Linked DNA regions of Sus scrofa: all the other regions are linked to region 2. The links are chromatin contacts, called in public HiChIP or PLAC-seq maps. All regions are on one chromosome and are shown on one strand. The core of a region is the stretch at or near the end of the contact, and the rest is flanking DNA. Distances in the headings are between cores, read along the strand shown.

What was found. HiChIP or PLAC-seq counts read pairs in DNA pulled down with a chosen protein or histone mark.
Region 1: an H3K27ac HiChIP or PLAC-seq map of alveolar macrophages shows a contact between it and region 2. The contact joins two enhancer-like sites. A contact is called at or near these places in 1 of 5 promoter capture datasets (liver), 17 of 47 Hi-C or Micro-C datasets (alveolar macrophages, blood, embryonic fibroblasts and 6 more) and 2 of 2 datasets of contacts at active chromatin or transcription factors (alveolar macrophages and skeletal muscle).
Region 3: an H3K27ac HiChIP or PLAC-seq map of alveolar macrophages shows a contact between it and region 2. The contact joins two enhancer-like sites. A contact is called at or near these places in 1 of 5 promoter capture datasets (liver), 17 of 47 Hi-C or Micro-C datasets (alveolar macrophages, blood, embryonic fibroblasts and 9 more) and 2 of 2 datasets of contacts at active chromatin or transcription factors (alveolar macrophages and skeletal muscle).

Annotation. Positions count from the first base shown.
Region 1 is chr5:29,094,344-29,097,504 of Sscrofa11.1, reverse strand. The region is part of intron 2 of RASSF3 (ras association domain-containing protein 3); the gene reads right to left. Among named protein-coding and RNA genes, the nearest start is that of GNS, 94 kb to the left of the region's middle. Within about 2 kb of position 1,539, at least 21 of the 83 cell types and tissues checked have an H3K27ac peak or open chromatin away from gene starts, as enhancers often do. A contact at or near this core is called in alveolar macrophages, where this site is marked.
Region 2 is chr5:29,007,972-29,011,510 of Sscrofa11.1, reverse strand. The region is part of intron 2 of RASSF3 (ras association domain-containing protein 3); the gene reads right to left. Among named protein-coding and RNA genes, the nearest start is that of RASSF3, 60 kb to the right of the region's middle. Within about 2 kb of position 1,475, at least 10 of the 83 cell types and tissues checked have an H3K27ac peak or open chromatin away from gene starts, as enhancers often do. A contact at or near this core is called in alveolar macrophages, where this site is marked.
Region 3 is chr5:29,112,794-29,116,364 of Sscrofa11.1, reverse strand. RASSF3 (ras association domain-containing protein 3) reads right to left here. Exons shown (of 6, transcript XM_021091945.1): 6 at 2,471-3,571. Among named protein-coding and RNA genes, the nearest start is that of GNS, 76 kb to the left of the region's middle. Within about 2 kb of position 1,959, at least 5 of the 83 cell types and tissues checked have an H3K27ac peak or open chromatin away from gene starts, as enhancers often do. A contact at or near this core is called in alveolar macrophages, where this site is marked.

The DNA.
Region 1 (3,161 bases), core at 290-2,789, 86 kb before region 2:
CATTGTATTAGTTCCAGGTATATAACATAGTGATTCAATATTTTTATACCATTATATTTTTAAATTGAGATATAACTAACATATGACAACTGTATTTGTTTCAGGTGTACACCATACTGCTTACACACATATGCCTGCACACACACATACACAATCACCACAGTAGATTTAGTTAATACCCATCATCACACCATTTTGTTTTGTTTTTTTTTTCCTCTTACGATGAGAACTTTAAAATCTACACTCTTGGAGTTCCTGTAGTGGCTCAGAGGTAACGAAACTGATTGACATCCATGAGGAAGTGGGTTTGATCCCTGGCCTCCCTCAGTGGGTTAAGGGTCTGGCATTGCCATGAACTGTGGTGTAGGTCACAGACGCGGCTCTGATCTCGTGGTGTCGCTATGGCCGTGGTGTAGGCCGGTGGCTGCAGCTCTGATTTAACCCGGAGCCTGGGAACTTCCATGTGTCATGGATGTGGCCCTAAAAAGACCAAAACAACAACAACAACAAAACTACATTCTTGGGAGCCCCCTGGAGGTCTGGTGGTTAGGATTCAGCACTTTCACTGCTGCAGCCCATGTTCAATTCCTGTCCAGCAATTCAGACCCTACTTTAAGTAGCTGCCACCTCAGACCTACTATTATGTGACCTTGTATTTTTAAGTCAACTGAGGTAGCAATTATACACCAAGGCCATAGACAAGGCCTATTCCTTCAGCAAGTACCTGCCGAGCAGAAGCTGAAGGCTGGGTTTTGCCCCAGCGTGGGGCCGCCAGTTACCACCTCCGCCCTCCCGGTGCTTCCTGCCCAGCACAGGAGGAGTTTGAGTGAGGAAGGCCAAAGGAAAAAGCCTGCAAGATGATAACTAATCAAGGTTCCTCCCTTGGAAGGAGTCTGGCAGCAGAAGAAAAGGCACAGGAGTCACAAGTTCAGGCCTCAGGGTGGAGAACACCTGTTTCTTTCCGCATCAGAAGTGGAGAAAGTCTCCTGATGTGGAAAATGTCCAAGTTACTTATCCCTTTAAAGGGGACCCCCCTCTCCTCTCACACAGGAAAGAACTCTCCTGCCTCTCCTCCCAACACAGTGACTTCGGGGATAGGGCTGTCTCAGCAGGAGCAGGAGGAGAACAGGGAACCCGGGGCGGGGAAGCTGGGGAGCAGGCACAGTGAGTACCAAGGTGACAACCAGAGAGGGCTAAACGCACCCCCGTGTGGTGGGCGTGGAACAGATACAGGTAAGCAAACATTCACAGTTAACTGCACAGCAAGGAGAGGGAACGGCTTGAGAGCAGGAGGCTGTGAACGCAAGGGTTATTGCCCCTGGTAGCTGGGGAGGGTAGGAGGCCACGCCTGAGAGGGTCTGTTTGGGGAGTTTCGGGTCACCTTCTTTAGAAGCCACTTTGCTCTGCAGTTCCCCCAGCCCTCGGGTTTCTCAGAGGGAGAGTTCTTCCAGGCAAAATTATAAGCTTGGACACCTCCCTGGTGTTTACATCTCACACGCCCTGCGGGCTGCTCTCAGGTTTTGCCTCAGTTCCTGGGTGGGGTCACACTGCTGTTTTTACACCCAGTGACTTTCAGGAGACGCGCCCTCCCTCGCAGACACACAGGAATCCCAGGCAGCACAGCCCAGACTATGTGAAAGGAGCATCCAGGGGACAGTCCAGGGGTATACAGACCCCTACAGACCTGGGTGGAGGGCCTGGACACTGTACTCCATGCTAGCTTTTCTGTAATTCTGCGTGTTATTCAAATTAGTTTTTTCTTCCAGTTTTACTGACATGTAGTTGACAGCACTGTATAAAGCACAGTATTAAAAAATAAATAAAAATTTTAAAAAAGAGTTCCCGTTGCAGCACAGTGGAAACAAATCCAACCAGGAACCATGAGGTTGCAGGTTCGATCCCTGGCCTCGCTCAGCAGGTTAAGGATCAGGTGTTGCCATGAGCTGTGGTGTAGGTCACAGAGGTGGTTCAGATCTGGCGTTTTGCTGTGGCGTCAGCCGGCAGCTACAGCTCCAAGATTTGACTCCTAGCCTGGGAACCTCCATATGCCATGGATGTGGCCTGAAAGAGACAAAAAGATCAAAAAAAATTTTTTATAAATACAAAAAAAGGGAAAATCCAGCAAACTAGGCTTAGAAAAGGCCATCTGTAAATAATATAAATTTGACTTGTCCAACTTTGCTAACTATGTTAAACTGCGTATTTTTAAATTCTGAATTAAAACGTAAAATATCTAAAAATAAAAAATGCCATGTTAGAAATATAAGAATAAACAAACAAATAGAAAGCATCTGAGAATAACATGGGGGGGTGACTATGGCTCCTGCTGTTTGAGCCTAGTGGGGGCATGTGGTCTGCAGCTTAGGCGTACTTAGGTCTAAATCACAGCTCTACCCCATTCTAGCTGTGTGACCAGAGGCAAAGATATCTAATCGGAGTCTCGGTTTCCTTCTCTTTAAAATGTGCAAAACCATATAAACTTCATAGAATGTAATGAAAATATAATACAACCCATTACTCAACAACTATTGTTCTCCTACTGTTACCCGCCTCTGTCCCAGGCACTTAAAGCCAGGAGAGATCACTGTGGTCCCTGCCTTCCTGCCTTTTCTTGGCTGGTAGCCTAGTCAAGTTTGTCTCACTCCCTGCCCCACTCCTGCGCATGTGTGGTGGTGTTCTGTTTTGTCTGCATCACAGACCTCTTTAAGAGATAAAACTACAGATCCTTTTTTTAAATGCAAAGAGCACAGATTTCCTGATGGAGCTGAAGACAATATATGCCCCTGTCCAGGTGACAGGAACACAACAGTCACTCAGTCAGGAGTGTCACCACCTCCCCACTGGTGGTCCTACTGCTCTGACAAGAAGCAGTGCCGACCCCTGGCCAGTTTGGGAGGTGCCTTCCCAAAGTGAGGCTCAATTCCAAACTCATGAATTCCTCCTTTTTATCTGCTTTCCAGTTGTAGAAACAGGCAGTCACCAACCGATAACCCATACAGACTGGGTATTCAGTGCAATACAGATGGACAAGTGCCAGCCTTGCATTGGGTACGGAATAAATCATCAAGCACCCTTTATCCTAAGACCGCACTTTCCTGGAGTGGTTGGCCCTGCTGCAAATGGAATTCAGGGATAGCTTGAGTGGAATGGAGTCTAGGTAA
Region 2 (3,539 bases), core at 226-2,725:
GGCATATGGAAGTTCCCAGGCTAGGGGTTGAATCAGAGCTGTAGCTGCTGGCCTACACCACAGCCACAGCAACACAGGATGCAAGCCTCAACTGCAACCTACACCACAGCTCAGGGCAATGATGGGTCTACTGAGCAAGAGCAGGGATCAACCCTCATCCTCACAGATACTAGTCGGGTTTGTCACCGCCAAGCCATGATGGGACTTCCCTGCTCTTATTGTCTGATGAATTGCCCTCCTCCCCTTTGAAGACGCAGGCTGCTTTCCCAGTCTCTAGTTTTACCTCTAAAATTTTACACTTCTGTCTTTGAACGGTGGGATTCCCATGTGTATGAAATTAAATTTGCTTTTCTCCTGCTAATCTGTCAGTTTGATTATTAGACCAGCCAAGAGAACTTCCGAGGGATAGAGGAAAATTCTCCCCCATATAAATATGGAATATTTATCACAAATACAAGACAGAGGTCTGATGAATGTTTTTCAGTAAATAAGACTTGTAACCCAGAGCCCAAAATATCTGACTTTGAAATCTTTAAGACAACTGCTTTGGGTAAACATTAATGCTTTTTGTTGTTAAGGAAAGGTATTCCAGGGAGATATTGATCCTTCTTAAATACAGACAAAAACCTAGTGGTGGCTTCGGAATTTCTGTGGAGGGAGCCTTACCAGCAGCTTACACAGGGCTGCATAAACTGTACATATAAAAGAAGAGAATTGCTGGTGAGGATAGATTTCTGGAGGGAATAAAAGCGGCTCTCCTGTTCTCCTCTGGTGCTCTGTAACCTCCATTCTTTCCATATTAAGTACAAATTCAGACCTCACTATGTGCACAGTGCCAGGAAAACCAGGTAAATATAAAAGAAAATGTTAGATAAGTTCCCTGCCCTCCAAAAGCTTGTACTTCAATTGGTGAGAAAAACATGCCCCATGAAACAATTACGTAATAATGATAGACAGACTGTGCCAAGGCCATCATTAAATGCAGGAAGAATGTGTGAAAATATAAACCAAAGATCTGAAAATGTGAAGAGATGTGCTGAGTCATAAAGGAGAGAAACAAGAGGGTTCCCTGGCGGTGCAGCGGGTTAAAGATCTGATATTGTCACTACAGCGGCTCAGGTTGCTGCTGCGGTGTGTGTCTGCGAACTTCCTCATGCTGCAGGTGCCACCAAAAAATAAAAAATAAATAAAGGAGAGAGAGAAGCAGAGAAGAGAGTAGGAAGTTCAGGGATGAGAAGGAAGGTCACCCGCAAAAACTTAAGCGGGTGACCTTAATCAAATACTTGAAGATGAGAAAAGAAGTTGATCAGAGAGATGAGGGGTGAACGTGTTGAAACATAAGCCAAGGAGTTAAGACCTTAACTGCTAAGACTTTGGGAACTACCAGCCTGGGTCCGACATAGAGGAGAGGGTTGAGAGGCAGGGCAGGGGGCTTGTGTTGTAACACTAACCTGAGAAGAGCAGGCAAACAAGCTCAGCCACCTCTTGTGAAACTTCCTGTGGTTTTGTGAGAGCTTCATGCAGCTCAGAGAGGATAAGCCCTGGTGGGGCATTGGGAAACCTTAACTGTCAAATCCTTGAACTTTGTATCATTGACTGCCTTGGTCAAAAACAATCTAACAAAATTCAGTCTCCTGCTAAGCTCAAAAGAGGCAAGTGATGAGGACAGTTCAACAAGTTGGAAAAAACGTATGCAAAGGTGGGACCCAGCATGACCCCATCAAGATGTAGGACAATCATGTATCTTTGACTTTGCCAGCTGTTTTCTAGTTTACCATGATTTCGTATTTATTTATTTATTTGTTTATTTTCTTTTTCGGCCACACTCGAGGTATATGGAAGTTTCTGGGCCAGGGATCAAATCCAGGCTGCAGACTCAACCTGTGCCACAACTGCAGCAATGCAATGCTGGAACCCCTGATTTTTGGCTCTTTTCTTTTCTTTCTTTTTTTTTTTTTGCTCTTTAGGGCTGCACCTGCAGCATATGGAGGTTCCCAGGCTAGGGGTCGAATAGGAGCTACAGCTGCCGACCTGCACCACAGCCTCAGCAATGCAAGATCTGAGCCACGTCTGCGAGCTACACTAGAGCTCATGGCAACGCCAGATCCTTGACCCACTGAGCGAGACCACGGATGGAACCTGCAACCTCATGGTTCCTAGTTGGATTCATTTCTGCTGCACCACGACGGGAATTCCTGGACTTTTTTTAAAGCTACTACAACCATGATTTAATGTTTCTTTCAACAAATATCTCATGATTCTCTCCGGGGTTTTAAACAATCATTATACGTCCTGAAAGTATATTCTACCTGGGGAGGTAATAGGGGGAGTGAGAAATTTTGTCTTCTGTATTCTTAGATCTGGAGCCCTACAAATTAAACTGACAAAAGACAGATTAACAGGAGAAAAAAAGTTATTACATAGACATCAGGCAGGTTTCCAGGAAAGAACTGAAAAGCCAAAGAGATGGAGAGACTAGGGCTTAAATATCTTTATATCAGTGTGAAGGGGGTTTAGTTAGATAAGGCTAAGGCAGGGAGGAGGGGAAGGTTGTAGGAAGGTCACCAGGAAATGTATGGTAAATAACAGCTGTTAGGAAGGTTTGTAAAGCAGACTCAAGTCATCTCAGCTGATAGTCTCCAGTCATTCTCCTCTTTATACCAAGGAGAGGAAAATGCTTTTACAAATGGAAATTTCCTTTATAAAAATGTAAATTTCCTTTACAAAAGGGAAGTTTATACTCTGGTTTTAGAGCTTTCCCTGAGCTGGCCGTTCCTCAGTTGCCTTCCATTCAAAAAAAAATTTTATCTACATGTGCCCTATTTTGGGGTAACATATCCTGATTCCCTTCAGGAGCACATTGGAAATAGCCAAACTACCAAAAGTCGTTTAAAGGCTACCATACTCCTTTCAGCATCTTCACCCTATTGCTTGCCCACAACCCGTCAGATAAAAACGAGCAATCCTATTCAGCTTCTCTTTAACAGGAAAAAAAAAAAAAATTGCATTTTATTAGCTATGTGTCCTCACCTCCCCAGGAAGAATGTACACTCAGGCTATATAATATTTGCTTAAAACCCAGAAGAGAATTATGAGATATTTGTTGAAAGAAACTATTTACAGGGAGTTCCTCTCTAGGATCCATGAGGATGCAGGTTCGATCCCTGGCTTCACTCAGTGGGTTAAGGATCCAGCGTTGCTGTGAGCTGTGGTGTAGGTCGCAGATGCGGCTCGGATCTGGTGTTGCTGTGGCTGTGGCTATGGTGAAGGGCGGCAGCTGTAGCTCCAATTCCTAGCCTGGGAACTTGCATATGCTGTGGGTATGGCCCCAAAGAAGGAAATTGTTTTATATTGAATCATGGTTGTCATAGCTAAAAAAGGTACAAAATCCTGGAAATAGAATGCAATGGGCAGGGTCAAAGATAAACGACAGTAACTGTTCTAAATCTTGATTGTGGTCATGATGGGTTTCACAATTGTATATGCTTGTCATAACTTGAACTGTGCTCTAAAAAGGGTGAGTTCTACTATATATAAAT
Region 3 (3,571 bases), core at 710-3,209, 100 kb before region 2:
GAATCAGAGCTGTAGCCGCTGGCCTACACCACAGCCATAGCAACACCAGATCTGAGCCACGTCTGTGACTTGTACCACGGCTCACAGCAACATCGGATCAAGGAGCAAGGTGAGGGATCAAACCTGCATCCTCGTGGATACTAGTCAGGTTCGTTTCCTATGAGCCATGATGGGAACTCTGAGAAGATCATTCTTGATGGAGTAAAACTCCAGCCTTTGCAAATACTCGCTGGCTCCTGGGAACTTCTGACTTTTCTCTGAAGCAATGCTTCTAGTGGTTCCAAGGAACTACCCACTGACTGCACTGAGAACATGGCATTCATTTACCTGAACTGTAAGCTTCTCTCACTCAACAGAACCTGTAATGGAAAACAGAGGTAGGCATCTCCTGTGTAACTTAGTGTATCACTTAAATGAAACACTAAATGAACAACAACAAAAACGGACGATAAAGCACCGTGACATCAAACCTGTCCTTCCATTTCCCACAAACCCCAAAGGCACCACAAGAGACCTGTGTTCTGATGAACTGCCCACTGGAGGCAATCAAATGGGCCTTTTTTTTTTTCTTTTGGCTGAAGGTCCTGGGCCAGGGATTGAATCCACACCACAGCAATGACCCAAGCCAGAGCAGTGACAACACCAGATCCTTAACCACTAGGCCACAGGGGAACTCCCTAATGGGCCTTTAAGTGGCAGTTCTACTGAAAAAGCTGGGTTGAGCTTACGGGAAAAGATAGTGGGCAGGCAGGTGGCTTTACCATTCACACTCAGAGGAATGGTGGGCAAGCAGCTGGACCTCAGTACCTATTTTCCTCATCTGTAGAATATAGATGTTGACAATACCTATTCTCATGGAGACGAAAAGCGGTTAATACATATTAAGCTTTTTAGAATAATACTTGGCACATGGTAATCACTGTGTTTAAATTTGCTGTCATTGTACAAAAGGTCCTTGACTTACCATGGTCTGACTTGAAGCTTTTCGACTTGATGATAGTATGACAACTGACATGCATTCACTAGAAGGTGTATTGGATTTTGAATTGCAATCCTTTCCCAGGCTGGTGATATTTTTTGTTTACAAAGGTAAGCAACCAATGTACTTACAACCATTCTGTACCCAACCATTCTGTTTTTCACCTTCAGTACAGTATTCAATAAATTACATGAGAGTCAACAATGTATTCTAAAATAGGTTTTGTCAGATGATTTTGCCAGCTGCAGGCTAATGCATGTGTTCTAGGTGGTTTAAGGTAAACGAGGCTGAAATAATGATGGTCCACAGGTTAGGTGTATTGAATACTTTTTTTTTTTTTTTTTTGCCACAGTGCAGCATGTAGGAATTCCCAGGCCAAGGATCAAGCCCACGACACAGCTGTAACCAGAGCCACAGCAGTGACAACACTAGATCCTTAACCTGCTGAGCCACGAGGGAACTCCTTGAATGCATTTTTGACTTAGGATATTTCCAGTTTATGATGGGTGTATTAGAATGTAACCCCATCGTAAATCAAGGATAATCTCTGAATACAGACTTTTCTCTTCTTTCAAAAACACAAAACTCCTTATTAGGATCACCCGACAGAGGCCCAAAACAGTGTATAATTCTTGCAAACTAATTTTGCAGCAGAAGGACATTCATATAATTAATTATCAACTGGTGAGAAATTTTGAAAAGAAACCTAGGGCAGGAAATGAACTCCCTTTAGGAGATAAAAATTCCAAAACATTTCCACTGCATCATGAGTAGTAACCCAGGCCACACTTGCAAACTAGATTCTTCTGGATATTTTGGCAAAAAAGATTTTACATAGAGCCATCATTTTTATTGTAACATTTTCACTTATAAAGCAGCTGTGGCACTTGAAAGGGTTTTTTTTTCCCCCTTCATGGACTGGTAACAGCCATGCGCCTACCTCACTACCTCACTAGCACCTCTAGGGGGCAGTGCAGCAGTAAAAACACTTGCCTTCAGCAGGCTTGGAGGCCTATGAGAAGCAGTCCTGCACCCATACCCATCCGGTGGGTCACATTGACCACAAAATGCAGATACTTGAATGTTGAAAGTGGTCTGTTCTAAGAATGGGAGACCTCAGAGCAGGAGTGGGTGGTGGAGAAAGAGGATTTCTAAGGAAGGGCCAATGTTCTACTTGGGTAGTGGTCACAGGGCAGCCACTTTACAGTAATTCTTTACATGGTTCTCATGCTTTATACCCTTGCAAATGCATGTATATGTCATAATTGTCTCCTGTGGGCAGACACTCACCTATGGTTATTTTCCCCAGAGGATAAGGCAAAGGAAAAATGACATTTGGGAGAAGAACTGTGCCCCACTCAAGCCTAATGAAAGTTGTCAGGTGCCGGCCCATGTTCCTGTGTCCCCAGTTACCTGCACAAGTAGCTCCTCCCACTCCTGTGACTTTCTTTACCTGGTGCATTACCATAAATAAAAACACACAAACATCAATTAACAACTTCAACTTTTAATAATGGAAACAATTTGCCATTCCAGAAACAATTTTAGAGAAGAAAACTCTTCCCCATAAAAATAAACTTAAATTCATCAAAATTATAAATATTATAATTTTTTTACTTCTGTGATTTAAAATGCTCCCCTGCAATACGACCCCTTCATTTAACCTCGTTCCTGTACCATCACATATTGAAGAGAAAACAGTATTACAGCAAAGCTTAATAGTTTAACATCAGAATTTGTACAATGATTTTAAAAAAATCTTTGGCCTCAGTGGCCTTTTACACATTAAAAATGCTGCTGCAGTCGCCAGTGTTTTGGGAAAGACCGTCGGTCTTCAAGAACCATGAACCAACAGGATTGCGACACAGTTTTCCAAATTGCGACTTGTAGTGCACATGACAGTGAGCGAGGTCCCGGATAATGCAGATGAGGATGCCTAATTTAGACAATCTACTTCAAGTAAAAAAAAAAAAAAAAAAAAAAAATTCACAGATACCCATCAACTACTATATTAAGGTTCTAACAGTGTCTGAATCTGAGAAACATAAGGCTTCACAAAATAAGCGCTTACTGGGATGGGTAATTAAAAGACCAGGTGGTTGATAACAGTATCCTCACACCCAAGCCATTCTCTGAATAGTAAAACCAGTACAAAAATCATGAAGGCATTCCCTGAACAATGAAGGTAAAGTGTTAGATGACAATGTCACTAAAACCTCATTAATGCACGAAAAAGAAGTTGCATGCAAAATTAAACAAGAGGTGCCATACATATTTTATAGCTAGTTCTACTTTTTTTTTTCTTTCCAACTTTCCTTAAAAAGCTCAGGAAGATATGATTGTCTCAGTAATGCATGTGGCAAAGCAGAAGCGACACTTACATCTGCCTCCAACAAGAAGGGTGTTCTCTGAAAAGTCAGAAGGGCCACCACAAGGACCAAAGAAATGCAATAAAAAAAAGCCACAGTTCACTGAAGAGGCAAAGAACTGAAGCACCTTGGAATTTCAAAAAGAATCCATTAGGTGTCACCAAAGTGTTAACAATTCCTTGGGAATTTATAAACAAACAATATCTAGACTAAAAACAGACTG